Linked DNA regions of Triticum aestivum: region 1 is linked to region 2. The links are chromatin contacts, called in public Hi-C maps. All regions are on one chromosome and are shown on one strand. Each heading gives the region's core, a stretch centred on a gene start, on an enhancer-like site or on the middle of the called end of the contact. The rest is flanking DNA. Distances are from core to core; before and after follow the strand shown.

Region 1 (4,473 bases), core at 1,626-4,125, 310 kb after region 2:
ACGACGTATATGCAAAATTTCATAACATTATATTTTCATACATGGCGTACACAAAAAAAGACCAAATACGTATTTCTAAATGGGCCAGCATATTATGTTATTGGGCCGGAATTTTCTTTGTAAAGCCTACAAATCACAACTTTTTCAAGCGAATTTTCACACGTTCATGTGGTACACATATATGTTTCCATGGGATATTTTTATAAAAATTTTGAAACTTTTAAATGGGCTTTTTGATTTTTTGAAAATACCCCCCACCATGGTGGTCGAGCACCAAAAGTCCGCACTCCAACAAGTCCCACTTATTAATCCAATGATTAATCACTAAAGACCATTGATGGTTAATGTCACCATTATTCTTTTCATTAACAAAGCTTACCAAGTTAAAAGTCCTCACTCGGTAGGGTTAGTCATCATTCCCCATGACGTCATGTAATTTAATCAGAAACTCTAACTTGTGTTTGGCATAAGCATAACCTTAAACAATCACAAGTGTCCACACAAAAATAACTTTTTACATTTTTAACTATAGTCCAAAGAGTAGAAGATTTGAATGTAATCCAATGGCTTCAATGGGGAGGAAGGAACAATGGAATTCATAAGATCTAGCTAACATTTTGCGGGACCAAGCCTCGGAACTAAATTGTAACATGATTGAATTCATGACAGATTTCGCTTTTATCTCAAACCTTAACATGCATCTCATGAGCGAATGGTTCCGCAACATCAATGCAATTAGGTAACACTTTTCCAGGGTTAGAATTAGCAAAATCAAGGCACTTAGATTACTCTAGGTCCACCAAGGACATGATAAGGTACATTCGTGCTCACACGAAACTACGAGGGAAAAGTACCTTATCCCTGCAAAGAACCAAAGACCACAGCACTAATAGCCAACCAGAAGCCAAACAAACACTTTGAATAACGTGTTTTCGTTTTCACACCGATAAGGGCATTTTTGGATCACAGGATTTGCAAAACAAAGGAATAGGAAAAATGAAGGATTTGGTTGTCATGACATAGCCAATCCTATTGAATTTAAAACCAGAGGAATGGGTAACAAAGAGCCTTTGGCTACACCATAGGAAACGTACAGGAATCCCATACAATACAATATTGTTATTTTCATGTCTGATGTTTCGAACGGCTAATGCAGTCCTGAAGTAGCCGTTAGCAGCAGCCAACAAGTGCATAAATAACCTGCTGCTTGCTTCTTTGTTCTCTGCAATGCATAGCTCCTTTCCTTGCCCACATTGCTTATATCATTTGTTGTCTGGACTCTATTCTTTCATCTTTCCCTTGCTGAAGAAACCAACAAGGTTAGTGTTCATCTCCTATTAGCAGAATAATACTTTCATGCTATTCAATCTACCATGATATTTACTGTTGGGCCCCTGCCATCAACAGTCCTCGCCGGCCAGGCGACCACCAACGCCACACCCGGTGCCTAGTTCCGGCAGGATCTGCCTCCCCCGCGCCATATCAGGCACCCCCTCCCTCGATCTATAAATAATTGCAAGGGAAGGAGATGGAGGGACTATGTGATGCGGGCTAACCAAGATGGGGCTGGTGCTGATCCCGTCGAACTCGACAAGGAAGGGGGGGTCTGAGGGCGAGGTGGTCGGCGTATCCGACGGTCACCGAGTCGCCGCCACTTCTGTCGGGGGATCTGACCTTGTCGCCTCTTCTTCCGGGAGTCGCGACCTCGCCGCCACTTTCGGTGCCTTTTTTATTTCCTTCCATAGCGGTGCGAGGTGTTTTTTTAGAGCTCTATGTGGTGTTTTCACATGAAGACGCATGGCTTTTTGGCGCGAGCACGCTGCTCGAGCGCTCTCTTTTCGCGCCAGGAATCTTTCGAAGAGGTCGGGCCTCAGGTGTAAATTCCTCAGGAATTGGCGCCTTCGAAACCCAATCCTGAGGGATTTTGAGAAGGCAATCATGTGATCCAAATGCATTCCGTAGGAAACAATCCTGAGGTTCACAATCCTGTGAAAATCCTATAAAGATCCTTCAATCCAAAGAAAGCCTAAAAAAGGAAGCGGAGTGGCAGCGTGTAGTACTTTTAGCGTAGATGAAGCGGGGGTTGTTTTTCGTTGATCTCGCCGACTTACTCCAAAACCTCTGTGAAACGGGGTACAAAACTTAGAACCACCCAGTTGTGTTGAATCAAAGCCATGTGGGAGAGTATGGGCAGGCGAGAAAGGATTTCTTAAAGTGATGATTCATACTACCTCTATTAGTCCCTCTTGCATTTTGGGTTAAACTTTAACCTTTGACTTAACTATCAAAAAATTAAGTTCTATACCACAAAAATAGTAGCATCGACTTCCAAATATGAATCCAACAAAATAACTTTTGGGACATACGATTTTATTTCATTGTCAAATTTGTGGTCAAAATTTGGCATAAAATATGAAAGGGGCCAGTAAACTCATACGAAGGCCCAGTCAAAAAAAACCATACGAAGGTAGTACTACAAGAATAGGTGGATGTAAAAAGAAACAGTTTTGCTAGAACTCATCTAGATGAGATATAGTTTGGTCTCGTTCATCTTTTATAGCCATTGGATGTGATGCTATAAGATGCGTGTGCTGACGTGGGTTGTATCTGTTTTTGTTTTCAAGATGAATGAGACCAAATTATATCTCATCTAAATGAGTTCTGGGCACTCAAAAAAAATGGCACTTAGTGGATCTCAAATTCTCATAATGCTACACAAGCCGTTCAGTCGTCCTCAGTGTGACCCCGAAGTGTAAAAAAACTTTCCCATCGCACCGTCGGCTACGACTGCCCAAGTCAACCTCCTACCGAACTCTCACCAATCGCGAGGCACATCCAACCCCCGCGCTTCCGCCACATAAGACGGCCGTGCTCCGCTGCCCCGCTCCACCCACCGCCCACGCGCACACCGACACACTCCCACGCATTCCGCCCCCCACAGGCCACAGATCTCGCCATGGCCGACGCCGGAGCTCGCCACCTCCTGCTGCTGCTCCTCGCCGCCGCGGGGGTCCTCCTCCTCGCCTCCCCCGCCGCGGCGGAGATCCGGGCGGAGTCCTTCCGGGAGGACCCGCGCCACACCATCCTGTTCGAGAAGTTCGGCTTCTCCAAGACCGGGGCCGTCCGCATCATCCTCTCCGGCGCCGCCGTCTCCTCCTCCTTCGCGCGGGCGGACCCCAAGCAGATCGGCTTCTTCCTCCTCGCCGACGAGTCCCTCCTGCAGGCCGCCTCCGAGTCGCGGCCGCCGGCGGAGAAGCGCGCGGAGCCGGACGACCCAACCGGCGCCGACGAGCCCGACCTGTCCGGCTGCGTCCTCTCCAGCCCCTACGTCAAGAAGCTCTTCACCTTCCACGACATGGAGGGCGGGCACTACAACAAGTCCTTCCCGGTCACCCACCCCGACGAGTACAGCCTCTACTTCGCGAACTGCGCGCCGGAGTCGCTCGTCTCCATGAACGTCCGCACCGAGATGTACAACGCCAACCCGGACGGCTCCAAGGACTACCTCCCCGTCGGCCAGGCGCCCGTCCCGGCCATCTACGGCTTCTTCGCCTTCGGCTACGCCGCGTTCCTCGCCGGCTGGGCCTACCTCACGCTCTCCCGCGACCGCGTGGCGGCCAACCAAATCCACCACCTCATGTCCGCGCTCCTCGTGGCGCGCCTGCTCTACTGCCTCTCGGCCGCCGAGGACCAGCACTACATCCGCGTCACCGGCACGCCGCACGGCTGGGACGTGGCCTTCTACCTCTTCCAGCTCATCAAGGGCGTCATCCTCTTCGCGGTCATCGTGCTGGTCGGCACGGGCTGGTCCTTCCTGAGGCCCTTCCTGCAGGACCGGGAGAAGAAGGTGCTCATGGTGGTGATCCCGCTGCAGGTCATGGCCAACATCGCCGACGCGGTCATCGGGGAGACCGGGCCGTTCATGCAGAGCTGGGTGACATGGAACCAGATCTTGCTGTTCGTCGACGTCGCCTGCTGCTGCGCCGTGCTCTTCCCGGTCGTCTGGTCCATGCGGTCGCTCCGGGAGACGTCCAAGACCGACGGCAAGGCGGCGCGGAATCTGTCCAAGCTCACTCTGTTCCGGCAGTTCTACACCGTGGTGATTGGGTACCTGTACTTCACCAGGATCGTGGTGTTTGCGCTCAGGACTATTGCCAGTTACCAGTACCGGTGGGTGAGCATCCTGGCCGAGGAAGTGGCATCAATGGCGTTCTACATGTACATGTTCTACACATTCAGGCCGGCCGAGAGGAGCAAGTACTTCTCTCTGGACGACGACGATGAGGAGGCCGCGGAGATGGTGCTCCGGGAAGAGGAATTCGAGCTCTGAACATTTGTAATTTTCCGCAACAATGCCGTGAGCTGCAATTGCGCCTTGATTGCTCTCTTGGTAACCTGTTTATCTGATCTGATCTCCCCTCTTGAGACTTTAGCACACTATTTATACAGATACCAGGTAGCAGGTATAGCTCA
Region 2 (4,482 bases), core at 1,427-3,926:
CCTCATTGTTCTGAACCAGTGGAATATCAGAAGTCTCGTCTTCATTGGTCAATGGTTGAGAACCCTCATCATTGTTCTCCAAGATATCAAGGGACTCTTCTTTATTGGGCAAGAGTGGATCAACCTCAGCGTTGCTCCCTGGAATATCATTAGCCTCATCTTCCACATTCAGCGTTTGATAATCCGGACCATTGTTCCCTGACTGTGATAAACCCTGAACCTCACCCTCAGTAATCTCATTGTTGGCATCACAAACCTTGCCTTCCATGGATGGGGACTTGCAGGCCTCGTTGTTCTGAACCAGTGGAATATCACAAGTCTCATCTTCATTGGTCAATGGTTGATAAGCATCATCATTGTTCTCCGACACGTCAAGAGCTTCATCTTTATTGGGAAAGGGTTGATAGCCCTCACCATTGTTCCCTGAAACTTCATGACCTTCATCTTCCACGACCAAAGGTTGATAATTCAGTCCATTGTTCTCTGACCGTGGTGGCACACTCTGAACCTCGTCTTCATTGGTCAATGCAGCACAGTTGCTCTGAACCAGTGGAATGTCACAAGTCTTGTCTTCATTGGTCAATGGTTGATAAGCATCATCATTGTTCACCGACACATCAAGAGCATTGGTCAATGCAACACAGGTCTGGCCTTCATTAACAGAGACATGGAGGCTTTCATGTTCATTAACTGGGATGTCATGTGACCCATCCTTCAAAATTGACACCTCCCGAAGCTCCTCCAAAGCCTCTGATGGATGTTCAGAATCAAACTTAACCTTTTCCTGTGATATGTATAAACCATCCAAAATGCCAGATTCCCACACCTCGCCACCGCGGCTGAGGTCGCCACTCGAGCTCTCCCCAGGCCCCAAATGGAACTGCGGGTCACTTAGTTGCACATTCTCCATATTCTCCTCAGTTGAAGAAATGGGAGCAGTTAGAACACACCCGTTCACACTAACCAAAAGCATCTCTGAATTGCCCCCACCAGCTTGATTTGCCAAATCTTCTGCCTCCTCCAACTTGGAATAGCCATATGAATCAAACTCCTCTCCATTTTGTTCCTCCTGGTCCTCATTCAACTCTGGGCCGACCAACTGGCTGTAAAGTTCCCCGTCACTCTTACTACGCAGAGGAGTTTCAGGCTCGCTCGTAGCTTCTTCTGCAGCGGTTTCAGAGTCCTCACCGCCAGGCACGAGCTCCCGCATGAAGTAAGCCTGGCCAGAGTTGTCGAGCAGCATGTGGAAGCTGGCGTCCACGCCATTGACGGCGATGGTGACGACCTTCTCGTTACGCTTGAGAACACCCTGGAACTTGCCAAAGCGGACATACCAGGGCGTGCTGCGGTAGGAGCCGTCGGGCTGCTCAACCACGATGATGTCGACGGCGCCGCCGAAAGGGTGGAAGGGCGTGGCGACGGAGTACATGCCCTGCGAGAGGACACGCCCCACCCCGCGCCCCACCATCCCCACCACGTCCATCTCTGCACGAGCCCTCGATCGCACGCATCAAACACTCACCGATCTGCTCGATTCGTCCAATTGCTTCATCAATTTCTGCAATCAAATGAACATAAGTAGTATACGATTTCTATCCGTACTCCCCCGCGCAGCAAATAAATCCGTCAGAGAGTGGATGGATTGGTGGGAAGATTAAACCAGAACAAGACTCGAGTAACAATCCAAGCAAGTTAGGGTTCGCCACCAACCGAGGGAAAATCAATCCGAGCCCGGGTACGGACAGATCTCGACTCCACGGCAGGCCAGGTCAGTGGAGCGGGCGAGGACGTGGGCGATACCACCGAGGTGGCGCGCGTGCTTGGGTGGAACAAAGGCGGCGGCGAAGGCCAATTGAGGCTGCGGGGGGGACGGAAGGGGGAAGGGGAGAAGAAGAGGCCGGGCCGGAGTGCGGGTGTTTTTCAGAGAAGTTTCCCGAGCTGTTCTCGCAGGATATTATGGAAAAATATACTATAAACGTGTCGGGCCTTTTTTTGCAGTTTCTCTTCAGTCTTTGGTATTATTTCGTGATATAATTGCTGGTAATATTGGCATTTGAATTCGAACTTCCAAGTGTCCTGAGATCTATATATAGCTCGAACATTATCGCCACAAATAACAATTAATGAAAAAACTCGTGCTGCTCGTGAGCTGACTCATGAAGACATTCAAACAGAAACCTGCTTCAAAAACAAGCAGAAAATGCTGCTACTCCTATACAGGGGTCCAAAAACCTGCGCGCATTTTCCAGACCTCGGTTACCCAAATTAGTACTTTAGCGCGCATGCCCATCATCGATTCCCAGACGAGGCAAAACCCACAGACCTCCCGATTCCCAAACCCAGAAGAACAGTCGCCTTCCTTCCTTCGGCAGGGAAAGCTCGGCGAAACTCACGCCGCGAGCAGTAAAAACGGGACGCGAAGTTTCCTTCCCGGATGAAAAAGGGGACAAAAACAAATGCCAAATCGAACTGGATCCAAATCATCATCTAGTAATCCGAGAGGGAGCGCGGGGGGCGGGGACTCACCGCGACTGGGCTCGGCCGCTCGCCGCTTCTCTCCGGCGGGTCCGTTCGTTCGTCTGAGGGGCTTCGCGTCGCCGCTCGTGGGGTGGGGTCGCTCGCGCCGGCGTCGCGGGTCGCTGCGGGGGGTGGGAATTTGGGGGGAGACCGACGGGGGGTGAAAAGGGGAAGGGGATAGGCGGGCGTTGAGAGCCGCATTTATAAGTGAGCCCGTCCTCCGCACGCGGGGCGCACGTGGGCCGTCGCGGTCCGCCTCGCCAACTGAGCGCAGCTCGGTGTCGGGCTGACATATGGGGGCACGTGGGTGCCCGGGACCACGTGTCATGGAGAGAGGTAGGCGGACGGGTGGCCGCGGAGGAATGAACGAACATGCCGCCACGTCGCGCAGAGATCGTTGCAGCCGGAGAGTGATCGCCCAAGCTGCCTCTGCAGTTGTCGTCCGCGTCCTCATTTTAAAATCCGAATCATGAGATGCGTTGCTGAAGAACGAGACGTGAGGAAATTCTGAGCGTGAGAGGCTGCCAAGGTGGGCCTGGCAGGAGTTACGCGCCGCGGGGGCCCACCTGGCATGGTGTTGAAGGCGCTTTTTCGTCGCAGGAATAGTTGGTTGCTGGGCGTAATAAAGCCTGTGATGGCGTTGTCTTTTCTTGTTGCCCAACCGCATCTACCTAACCTGTTTAATTGTAGGAGTACTGGCAGTTTGACGTAGCATCAAAATTGCAAATTCTGGCTAAAATGTGCAAGTTACGAACACATATTCGTTTGACCGAGAAGGGCAGGCAGGGGTACAAGCGATTTGATCTCGGCTCGTGCTGTGCTGGAGTGCCAATCTCGGGAGAGGGGCATTTCCGGTACAGCCCCGGCCCGACCGTCGACGTCGCGGTGTGCGTCCGTACGTACGTGATCCATGCGCGGGGGCAAACGAAACGATGGCGTGCGGACCCTGCCCGCCACCACTTGACAAAGTGCGGTTATCCGGGCGAATATGCCTGGCCTCCAGAACGTACCGCCCGGTTGCTTTCCTCCCATCCCGTCATTCTCCTTCCATTTTCGGCCCATTCCGCCGGTGGTGCAAGTGCCGCCTGGTCTCTGCGCTTTTGCTGTACTCTACGCGCGCGGTGCCTTGTGGCGTGAAGCCAACGCGTTCGGGATAGTACGCGATTTGGTCTTGGTCTGCGTTTCCAGAAGCTCTCGGCGAGTTGGGGAGGGTGCGGTGCCGTAGCGTATAGCCGCGGACCAGCCACGGGCACACGACGACCGTGCGAGACACGACCACCGTGGTGGGTCTTTTCTTTTGCGATTTTCCACGAATAGTAGCGAGCGCGTCTCAAAAAAAGAAAAAAATTAGTAGCGAGCGAGTGGATGGAGGCGTGGTGTGGATAGACGAGACGGTAGTAGGATCCAACAGTGACTCAGGAATGATCGGGACGCACCGAGGGCCAGAGAACGAGAGGGGACCGCCGCGCGCAACCCTGCCGGTGACGAGACGAGACATCACGGCAACCGGCGTGGCGTACTAACGACTGTACAAGAGCGTAGTACGTGCGTGGGCAGTTGTTGGCAGATGCAGGCAGGAAATGTAAAGAATCCTTTGCTCTCACGCACGCTGTTGGTTGCTACCGGCCGTCTTCTGCTACAAGTTGAGGCTTTTATCGAGTGTTCAGGGGAACAAGGCGACCAAATTCGGTAAAAGAAAAGGCTTGGTGTCTTTTTTTCCCTGGCATTCTCGTGTGACCTGTTCGTTACACGAAACCATGAGACGGGTGAGCATTCTCACGCCTTGCCCAACTGAAAGTTCTTTATGATAAAAAAAATCAGCGTTCATTCATATACTTGGCCAGGTCATGGCATGTACTCCTTTCTCTGCAGGTACAATGCAACCGGAACCGGCTCCTCTGACGTGCTGCAAAGGCGGGGAAGATATAATGCTCCATTGCGTCAAATCATTGAGGCAAGTCCGAG

What was found. A called contact is a pair of places that touch in the nucleus more often than the background predicts.
Region 1: a Hi-C map of leaf shows a contact between it and region 2, with 5 times the contacts expected there. The contact joins the promoter of LOC123182282 here to the promoter of LOC123182280 in region 2. A contact is called at or near these places in 2 of 5 Hi-C or Micro-C datasets (both in leaf) and 1 of 1 datasets of contacts at active chromatin or transcription factors (leaf).

Annotation. Positions count from the first base shown.
Region 1 is chr1D:387,008,296-387,012,768 of IWGSC CS RefSeq v2.1, forward strand. LOC123182282 (protein CANDIDATE G-PROTEIN COUPLED RECEPTOR 7) reads left to right here and starts at 2,876. Exons shown (of 1, transcript XM_044594798.1): 1 at 2,876-4,473. The coding sequence starts at 2,957. The coding sequence ends at 4,330.
Region 2 is chr1D:386,694,456-386,698,937 of IWGSC CS RefSeq v2.1, forward strand. LOC123182280 (phosphatidate phosphatase PAH1) reads right to left here and starts at 2,677. Exons shown (of 11, transcript XM_044594797.1): 1 at 2,527-2,677; 2 at 1-1,558. The coding sequence starts at 1,483.